Regions from separate parts of the Mus musculus genome. Here regions 1 and 2 are each linked to region 3. The links are chromatin contacts, called in public Hi-C and HiChIP or PLAC-seq maps. All regions are on one chromosome and are shown on one strand. The core of a region is the stretch at or near the end of the contact, and the rest is flanking DNA. Distances in the headings are between cores, read along the strand shown.

What was found. A called contact is a pair of places that touch in the nucleus more often than the background predicts. HiChIP or PLAC-seq counts read pairs in DNA pulled down with a chosen protein or histone mark.
Region 1: an H3K4me3 HiChIP or PLAC-seq map of pro-B cells shows a contact between it and region 3, with 8 times the contacts expected there. The contact joins the enhancer-like site here to the promoter of Cdc25a in region 3. A contact is called at or near these places in 20 of 39 promoter capture datasets (the 3T3-L1 cell line, 3T3-L1-derived adipocytes, the C10 cell line and 13 more), 1 of 15 datasets of contacts at CTCF or cohesin (embryonic stem cells), 28 of 484 Hi-C or Micro-C datasets (the AtT-20 cell line, the Ba/F3 cell line, CD4 T cells and 17 more), 13 of 115 datasets of contacts at active chromatin or transcription factors (T-cell acute lymphoblastic leukemia, astrocytes, craniofacial prominence and 8 more) and 1 of 9 other capture datasets (embryonic stem cells).
Region 2: a Hi-C map of LSK cells shows a contact between it and region 3, with 5 times the contacts expected there. The contact joins the promoter of Uqcrc1 here to the promoter of Cdc25a in region 3. A contact is called at or near these places in 11 of 39 promoter capture datasets (the C10 cell line, the HPC-7 cell line, cranial neural crest and 7 more), 2 of 484 Hi-C or Micro-C datasets (CD4 T cells and LSK cells), 8 of 115 datasets of contacts at active chromatin or transcription factors (acute myeloid leukemia, astrocytes, embryonic forebrain and 5 more) and 2 of 9 other capture datasets (adipose tissue and liver).

Annotation. Positions count from the first base shown.
Region 1 is chr9:109,118,209-109,121,528 of GRCm38.p6, forward strand. It overlaps Plxnb1 (plexin B1), which reads left to right. Exons shown (of 38, transcript NM_172775.2): 38 at 1-1,707. Among named protein-coding and RNA genes, the nearest start is that of Gm39423, 2.8 kb to the right of the region's middle. Within about 2 kb of position 1,598, at least 26 of the 459 cell types and tissues checked have an H3K27ac peak or open chromatin away from gene starts, as enhancers often do. A contact at or near this core is called in pre-B cells and pro-B cells, where this site is marked.
Region 2 is chr9:108,935,095-108,938,577 of GRCm38.p6, forward strand. It overlaps Uqcrc1 (ubiquinol-cytochrome c reductase core protein 1), which reads left to right and starts at 1,554. Exons shown (of 13, transcript NM_025407.2): 1 at 1,554-1,693; 2 at 1,922-2,062. The coding sequence starts at 1,625.
Region 3 is chr9:109,873,964-109,877,062 of GRCm38.p6, forward strand. It overlaps Cdc25a (cell division cycle 25A), which reads left to right and starts at 1,616. Exons shown (of 15, transcript NM_007658.3): 1 at 1,616-2,196. The coding sequence starts at 2,027.

The DNA.
Region 1 (3,320 bases), core at 348-2,847, 760 kb before region 3:
CCAGCCTGCAGGGAGCTGGGGACTTAAGGTTTCCAGAGAATGTCTGGTAGGCCCTCCAGGCCCCTGGGGAGACTGTACTGTTCTTGAGCACTGACCTATGTCCCATTGGGAATCACAGAGGAAGGAAGAGAACCCGCCCGCCCACTTCCTGTCTTCTTCATCCATCCTCCTTGACCTCAAGTTTCGCTTCCTTTGTCCTTGTTCCCTGTTGCCAATTCCCAGGAGAGAGAGAGGGGGGGGGGAGAGAGAGAGAGAGAGAGAGAGAGAAAGAGATGCATTTCTAGGCTGCTGCTGCCTCAGCAGGGTTGGTGCCTCAGGACCACCCTGTCTTCCAGGTGGCTGGTGGGGAGGGACAGCTGCTTCAGGGGAGCCTTGGGGAGAGCAGTGACCCATTGATGCTATAGCTCTTCATTAAAGGATAACACATGGTATGGACTCACCAGCCCCTCTGCTAAGATAGAACTGGCAGCTGCTGGGAGATGTGGGCATCGTGCTCTGAAGGGTCCCCTGACACCCACGGAAGGCCACCATGAGGTTGGCAAGCTCTCTCCGGCTCCTAGGTAGGGTCTGCCAGAGGCAACACTCCCCAGAAAGGAGAACTTAAAGCACAATAAGGCTCAGGGAGAGTTGGGGCCTGAGATGTGGGGTTCTGTCCCCCATCTTTAAGGGGTCCACCTTGATTGCAGGTCGTGGTAACTTTGCCATTCATGTTCCATGAATTTTTAAAAGAATTGGGGAAGTATGGCGTTATTAAAGGCGATTCCAGGCAGTGTGGGTCTCAGGTCCATGACCCTGTTTCTGGATTCCAGTTTCCACATTGCTGTCCATGTTAAGGTACCTGAGGCAGGAGCTCAGAGCTACTCACCTGCCTGTGTAGTAGCTACCTTGTGGTATTTTCCTGTTAGAAGCTACAAGTGAGCTTCAAGACCATGGTACTGTGGTGCACTTGGCAGCTGGCGGTTGAGAATGCCATTGGCTTCACCAGGCAAGGGTCGTGGCATCCTCAGAGAGCTCCACCTTGGCTCATGTGTATAGCCAGTGATCTGGCCAACCTCAAGCTCTTCCCCAAGTGTTTGAAGACATGGGCTGATACAATTCCAAGAGTCCCTTCTTGCTGTCTTTTAGAATCTTTGTCTTCAAGATCGCAGGAGCCATTTTGGTTTTCATGCCAGGGGTAATCACAGTGACTATTTCTGTCAGATCCCATCTTCCCCATGCCTGCCAGATGTGGGGAACCACAGTCACAGACGGCCAGCAGTCAGGCCCTCTTTTGGGAGCATGTGAACTTTAGTACTAATGATAGTTGTCTTAGTTCAGATTTTATCCTCACGCAGAATGGTTTTGCCTCCCCCAGTGGCTACTCCGACCAACTATGTTGTTGACAGTCTCAGAGAACAGGGCTGACAGGGGGAATGAGGTCTTGGCTAGACTTCAGACAGATACAGGAAGGGAGGCACCTTTTAAGTCAACATGGCAGGGATGGTGACAGAGACACACCTCTGCTCCAGGCTTGAGCTTCTGCAGTCTTTGGGAGTCCTCTGAGGCGGTAAGGGTTCCTGCAGAGGAAGGCCGTGTACCTGCGTGCTTGGGCGTGTGCTCATGGGATGGGCGAGTATGGAACGTGCTCTGAGTCACTCCTGTCTCACCCTCACAGAACACTGTGATAGAAGATGTCATGAAAATAAAAATGTTACCACTTCAGAGAGGAAGCTAAGTCTTCACTCGATTGCCACGGCTGAGGGTGGCAAGGCCAGTGCCAACAGGACTTGGCGGTGGCTCACCTGGGGCCCGGCCAGTTTCAATATAGACTGTTTGTAATACAGTTTGCTCAGTCTCTCCCCCTTTTCACTCTCACTTTGCAAAGGTATGCCCTCATTGTTTCCCACAAAGTGTGATAGTGTGCTAAGGTCCCACGTTTCTCATCCCCCCGCCACTTTAAACGCTGGGTGACTGTCCAGATGATTAGATACGTATGAATCCCAGCGCTCGGGAGGCAGAGGCAGAGGCAGGCGGATTTCTGAGTTTGAGGCCAGCCTGGTCTACAGAGTGAGTTCCAGGACAGCTGGGGCTACACAGAGAAAAAACAAAAAAACAAAACAAAAAAAATTCTTTATGAGACAGGGATTCTATTTCTCCCTGGCTGGCCTGAAGCTTGCTGTGTAGACCAGCCTGACACTGAACTCACAGCGCTCTGTCTCCTGAGCTTTGGAACTAAAGGTGTGCGTCACCACACCCAGCACACTGTATAGTGTTTTTTTTTTTTTTTAAAGGAAGGAAATATATATTAAGGTTTGTTTATTTTATGTGAGTACAGTGTCTTCAGACACACCCAAAGAAGGTTGGATCCCATTACAGATGGTTGTGAGCCACCATGTGGTTGCTGGGAATTGAACTCAGGACCTCTGGAAGAGCAGCCAGTGCTCGGAACCGCTGAGCTGACTCTCCAGCCCTCATTGTTGTTTTAAATGGAAGAAGGGTGTCTGTGGCTGTTACAGCTGTGCTATGCTGATTAGCTCTGCGATCGCTTTGGAAGACACTTGGAACCCTGGCAATGGGCAACAACACCCTAGGGGCCTGCTGACTGAGGCTCAGAGGGACTGGGCTACCCTGGGGCACAGCACGGCAGAGGTCTGTCTTGTCTTCTGTTGGCAGTAAGGCCTACAGTATCTGCATTGCCAGGCTCCTGTAGGATAACACGGTAAAAAGCACACATGCAAACAAACCACCTCGGCCACCTAAAGCACGGGTCCACGGCTTCATCCCTTTTCAGAGACCCTGTCTCAAACATACAGGGCCGGAAAGACAGCTCAGTGGCTAGAAAGCATTTGCTCCTCCATGGGACCTGAGTTCAGTTCTCAGGCACCCGCATCTAGTGGCTCACAACTGTAATTCCATTTCTGGGGCATGTGATGCCTTCTGGCCTCTGTGGGCACTTGACTCCTGTATACCTACTCTCCCGTGCTACGAATGTACGTGATTACAAGTCTATACAAATTCTTAAATCTATATGTAGACTTTTCAAGAAAGGGTCTCTGCTGGCTTTTACAGTAATCTTCCTGCTTCAGCCTCTCAAATGCTGAGATTACAGCTCCATGCCACCAGGCCTAGCTGGATCTGTTTCCTGCTCAGCAGTTAAGAGCACTGGATATTCTTACAAAGGATCCATGTTTTATTCCCATCACACATATGATACACATCTACGTGTGATAGTTCTACTATGTGATAGTTCACAACTATGTACCACTCCAAGCCCAGGAGATCCAATATGCTCTTTGGGCCTCTGTGGCACATACATGATGCACACACATGAAGGCAAAACA
Region 2 (3,483 bases), core at 304-2,803, 940 kb before region 3:
TATCCACTCCCCGCTCCCCCTGCTTCTCAACCCACCCACTCCTGCTTCCTGGCCCTGGCATTCCCCTATACTGGGGCATAGAACCGTCACAGGACCAAGGGCCTCTCCTCCCATTGATGTCCGACTAGGCCATTCTCTGCTATATATGCAGCTAGAGCCATGAGTCCCACCATGTGGTTTCTTTGATTGGTGATTTAGTCCCAGGAAGCTCTGGGGAGTACTGGCTAGTTCATATAATTGTTTCTCCTATGGGGCTGCAAACCCCTTCAGCTCCTTGGGTCCTTTCTCCAGCTCCTTCATTGGGGACCCTGTGCTTCGCATCCAATAGATGGCTGTGAGCATCCACTTCTGTATTTGTCAAGCACTGGGAGAGCCTTTCAGGAGACAGCGTTATCAGGCTCCTGCCAGCAAGCTCTTGTTGGCATCCGCAATCGTGTCTGGGTTTGGTGGTTGTTTATGGGATGGATCCCCAGGTGGGGCAGTCTCTGGATGGTCATTCCTTTAGTCTCTACTCCAAACTTTGTCCCTGTAACTCATTTTTTATTGTTTTGTTTTGTTGAAACAGGGTTTCTCTGTGTAGCCCTGGCTGTCCTGGAACTCACTTTGTAGACCAGGCTGGCCTCGAACTCATGAATATATTTCTTAATGATTAATTTTTAATATTTTATGCTCTTTTACTATGCTTAACTCCCAAAGAATATTTTGCATGTTTTGAAACAATTTAGTATTCAACATTAGATATAGGATCCTCAGTTATGGATAGTATTAAATATTCATTAATGATATTTTAGGGTATGAAAGGATATGAATATAAAAGTTGAAAAAAATTTATGGATTATTTGATTCTCAAAGTACTCAACATTATTAATATGTTTGATGTATAAAATGCATTTAAATAATAAAAAATTAAGAAAAAAAGTAAACAAAAAGTTTTGAAATAATCACAAAATAGAAAAAACTTTTTTGCTTAGTTATTTTATTCCAAACAAGGAGCCCTATTCCACAAATTACCTCTACATTGTTCCTCTTTTCATACACACGTTTTTTTTCTTACGTTTTGGAGACACTGTCTTACACAACCCAGGGTAGTTTTGAACTCCTTACACAAGAGAGGAGGATGTCCTTGAACTCCTGATTCTTCTGTGTCTCCATTTCCCAAGTGCTATATATTTGGCAATATATTATTAAACGTCTTTCAAGTCAACCATTTAAGCATATTTTATTCTTTTAAACTAACTTTAGTGGACACCTTCTTGCACAGACAGGCAAGTGCTTTAGCCCTTGGGCTCAATTGTGCCTAGCCACTGCCCTCCAGGTTTCAGAGCTGCTGCTGGCGTACAATGCATCTCCCACAGTTGCATACCGCCTCCCTCAGGTGGAAGAAGGTGATGAATAGAACCTGTCTCAGATGGGACCAGATGAAGGGCCCCTCCCTCGCAGGTTGATAAATGTCCCGAAGATCCTAGAGGCACACGGACCAAATGACTACATGCGATCAATTCTTGCTAACGTACTTGCTGCCCAACAGGGGGCGACTGAGCACCAAGTCTTCCTTACAGCGCTTGCGCCTCAGACTCCGCTCTGCGCATGCGCAGCGCGGCTCTACACTGACGGAAGTTAGAAGATGGCGGCGTCCGCAGTCTGCCGAGCGGCCTGCTCCGGGACGCAAGTGCTACTTCGCACCCGCCGCTCGGTGAGGTGGCAGTGAGACGTTGGGCTGCAGGGCCCAGGGCTTTCGTACACAGATGAGGAGCAGGCTGTCTCAGCAGTGGCGGGTCGGAGTGGGGAGGTCGCGGGGGTCAGGGCCGTGGGAAGGTCATGGCGGAGGGCGGGGATGGTTATCTGCTCTGGCTTGGGTTTGAGAGCCGAGGTCCCAGAGGCTTGGCGAGCAGTTCTTGCAATGGTCGCCTTCTCCCTTTAGCCGGCCCTGCTGAGGTTACCTGCCTTGCGGGGTACCGCAACCTTCGCCCAGGCCCTCCAGAGCGTGCCGGAGACCCAGGTCAGCATCTTGGACAACGGGCTGCGTGTGGCCTCGGAGCAGTCCTCGCATGCTACCTGCACGGTAAGTGTGCGCCAGTCCTCTAGGTGAGGCCCGCCGTGTTGTCCCAGGTTGGGATGTGACCTTGGGCTCCAGTCTTACATGTTTTGGGTGGAGACTGGCTTACTGCCGGGGCTTATCCCTGTACCTGACTTCAACCCTGCCTTAACCCGGCAGCCAACATTATGGTGCTTGCCAAAGACGGGGCCGAATTCTCTCCTCCAGCTTTTCGTTCTACCTCCCCGAGAGAAGAGATTATTCTCTTGCCACGAAAAAGAATGAGATTTCACAGACTTTAGGTTATTTACAGAAAGACATCCAGGTCTGTTAGACTCACCACCTAGGCTATGTAATTTGTAGACGTAGCCAGGAATACACTTCAAGAAATGCCTCTGAAGGACGGGGAAGATGGCCCAGTGGGTAAAGAGCTTGGTACTCAAACATGGGTATCTGAATTTGGAGTCCTCAGTGTTGTGATTTAGGTCTAACACCAATACTCTGAGGGGTGGAGACTAGTGTGTCTAAGCCGGTCTTACTTTTACCTACACGAGTGGCTTACATGTGTGTATGTGCACCATGTCTGTACATAATGCCCTTGGAGGTTGGAAAAGGATATTAGAACCCCCAGAGGGCTGGTGAGATGGCTCAGTGGGTAAGAGCACCCGACTGCTCTTCCGAAGGTCCGGAGTTCAAATCCCAGCAACCACATGGTGGCTCACAACCACCCGTAATGAGATCTGATGCCCTCTTCTGGTGCGTCTGAAGACAGCTACAGTGTACTTACATATAATAAATAAATAAATAAATAAACAAATCTAAAAAAAAAAAAACAGAACTGGAGTTACAGGTGGTTGTGAGCCACCGTGAGGGTGCTGGGAATTGAACCTGGGTCCTGTGGAAGAGCGGTTCCTAACCCTACACAGTCTCACCATCCCACGTACACATACGTAAAAATAAAAATTTTTTTTCTCCTTTTTTTTTTTTTTTTTTTTCTTTTTTAAGATAGGGTTTCTCTGTGTCGTCCTGGCTGTCCTGGAGCTCACTCTGTAGAGCAGGCAGGCCTCGAACTCGGAGATCCATCTGCCTCTGCTCCCCAAGTGCTGGGAAGAAAGGCATGAGCCTCCAATGCCTAGCTCAGAAGTAAGGATTCTTAAAACAAAAAACAAAAGATTTAGAGTAATCAGAAAAAGCACCCAGTTTCCTCTGCCCTCCGCAGATATTTGTGTGGTGGAGTGTGCACACGCATGTATGTGTGGCACTTGCACACACGAAAGAAATGCCTCTGAAAGACTGGGAAATGTAACTTGGGTGGAGCCTTTGCCTACTGAGTGGAAAGCCATGAGCTTTATAGCACTGAAGGAAGACAAAGAGTACCTTTGAAGATTACAGTGAATTGGATGCTCTTTGGTTAGGAGGGCTGGCCGCTCTTGCACAGGACCAGATTT
Region 3 (3,099 bases), core at 366-2,865:
CACCTGGCCTAGAACTCCCTGTGCAGCTGAAGGTGACTTTAAATTTCTGCTTCCAACTCCCACATTCTGTAGTTGCAGGTATTTCTCACCTTCCCCAGCTCAAATTACATCCTTTGAGCAATGTAACTGGGGAAGCTCAATGGGGGTAGGGTGGGATGTAGCTTACTTAGAAGTGTTTACCTAACAAGCACAAAACTAAGTTCAGTGGTGAACTGGGAGATCAAATTCAAGGCCATCCTTGACTATAGAGAGTCCAAAGCCAGCCTGACTGCACGGGACCCTGTCTCAAAAGAAAAATATATGGAATCACAAATATGGCCATAGTGAAGATACTTAAGAAGCCCATAACCATGTCTTGTGATATAATGGTTATTCATCTAAATAGTGAATAAAGTAACTACCTTCCCTTCACTCTGGTCCCTCCTGGAATTATTTTTGTGATGTAAGACTTGTAAAGATTAAGTACACTAGTAGAGTTATCACACATGAAACACTGTCATGTACATAAACACTAAATGTTGCCTAGTACTTTTACAGTGATTTGAATGGCTCCCATGGGCTCATATGATTGAATGCTTGATCCCCAACTGTTTGGGAGGGATTTTAGAGAAGGTGTGGCCTTGTTGGAACAGGTGTGTAGATGGGAGTGGGTTTTGAGTTCTTAAAAACCCACACCAGGCAAAGTCTCTCTCTCTCTCTCTCTCTCTCTCTCTCTCTCTCTCTCTCTCTCTCTCTCTCTCTTCCTCCCTCCCTCCCTCCCTCCCTCCCTCCCTCTCCCTCTTCCTTTCTCCATCCCACCTCCCCCCACCCCCTTCTCTCTGCTTGCTATCTGTGGATCATAGCTCTCAACTACTCCTGTTTCAGCCCGGGCTATTAAAAAAAAAAGTCCCTATTTCAAAAATTAATTAAATTAATTAATCAGAGTCTGGAGCAGGAATGGTGGCACATGCCTTTAATTTCAGCATTCGAGAGGCAGAGACAGAGGCAGATCGATCTGAATTCGAGGCCAGACTGGTCTACAGAGCGGGTTCGAGGACAGCTAGGGCTACACAGAGAAACCCAGTCTCGAAAAAGAAAAAAAGAAAGACAAAATCAGAGCCTGAAGTCCTGTGAAGGAAAAGAGGGATCCAGGATCCATGGTACTGTACCACACAGTTAGAGAAGAGCCAACGCCTGGTCCAGATGGCCTTCCCTAGTCTCTCTGTCTCCTAAAAAAAAAAAAAAAAAAAAAAAAAAAAAAAAAAAAAGTGCACAGCACTATGCTCAGTAGCTCAGACAGGTGTGTAGCACACGCTGTAGGAACTACACTACCCAGCATGCAACTGAAAAAGAGCGGGGCCTTTCGGTAGGGACTAGCGCCCCCACAGAAAGTTTCATTGACTCCTTTCTCATTTCAGCCACCTCCCAACTCTTCAGGCTTCGCCCCCACCGAGAGAGGGCGTGACCTCGAGGAGGCCCACGAGACGCTTCCTCCTTTCCTTCTCATTGGTCCGGCTCAGCTGTCATTCGGGAGCGAGGAGAAGTTTGCTTCCTGATTGGTGAATTCCGTTTGGCGCCAACTAGGAAAGGGGCGGGGCGGCGGCTATCCTGAGTGTGCAGCAATTAACGCTAAGGCCACTTTGGTGGTGAGGGAAGTGAAGGTTCCTTCTCTGCGAGCCGGCTACGGAGCAAGGAGGGAGAAAAAAAGTGAGGCGAGTTAGTCGGAGCGGTGGTCTCAAGACTCTTCCTCCACGGAGTTTGTTTGGATTTAATCTTGAGGTTGCAGGCGCCCGCCCGCCTGCGGGCCTCGCGGGACAGAGAGGGAAGCACCGGTGCTTGTGCCTGGCGCCTGCCGAGTCCCCTACGCTCGCCGGTCCGCGCCGCTGCCCGTGGCGGCCGCGTCTCTGAACCGCGGGGTCGTGTTTGTGTTTGACCCGCGGGCGCTGGTGGCGTGGCACGCGGCTGAAGCCGGTGCCAGCGGGGCGGGGCCCGGCGCAGCGGAGGCGGAGGAAGACGGAGCGGGAGTCCGGGCAGGCCCGGCGGCGCCATGGAACTGGGCCCGGAGCCCCCCCACCGCCGCCGCCTGTTCTTCGCTTGCAGCCCCACGCCTGCGCCGCAGCCCACGGGGAAGATGCTGTTTGGCGCGTCAGCTGCTGGCGGACTGTCCCCTGTCACCAACCTGACGGTCACCATGGACCAGCTGGAAGGACTGGGCAGGTGAGAGACCAGCGAGCGATGCCCCAGGCCGCTGGCCTCTGGTCGGCCCTCGGGATGATCCAGCAGGAAACAGAGTCTGTCCACTTGGTTCTGATGCTCCGACCCGGAATGGCCTGGCTAGGGCCCGCCATGTGCACCCTCCCTCCCGGGCGGAATGTTGGGCGGGAGAGGCCGTTCGGATAGTCCAGGGCTATCCTCAGCCAAGAGCCAGACCGCGGAGATCGAGGAAGCCTGCTGGGCATCCTGTCTTGTTCACCCCTTTCAGATTTCTCTCTACGCTGTCTCTATTCCAGAAAAGTCTTTGGAATCTACCCTTATGGGGGTTGGGAGGGAGGGTGAGAATGGGTCCTCCTAGGCCCTCTTTGCTGAACCACCCGCGCCGGATCTTAGTTTCCTGTAAGCTTTGTTCCTTCTCAACAAAGGGACGTGGCATTTTCTTTTCTTGCATTTGTGTAAAATCTATGCAGCCACCTGGCCGGCACGTTTCTTGTATCTACCCATCTACTACCTTTTTTAAGCTATCACTTTTTACCTAACTTTTCCATATTGGAAATCTTCGAGGACTTTGTAGTCCTACACCACTATCACTAACAAAAATGCTTAACACTATTTTTAGTGAAGTTGCTTTTCCTTCGATGTTGGGTATTTCGCCTCCTAAACTTGTCTTACAACTTTTGCAAACCCTGAAAAGCTGGGACTCCTGGCCTAGTCACCTTTGCCCTTACTCCTGGCTCACTCAGAACCTCAGACTGAGGCTCTCCTTTAAGGAAACCCAGCCCTTGCCACAGGCCTGTCTGACAATGTGGCCCAAGGCCAAACCACTCACTCCTTTCTTTGTTTAAATGCCAACTGGGGTATTCTGGGTGGCCAAGTGGGGTGTCCTTGGCTTGGTCTCTCAAAGAT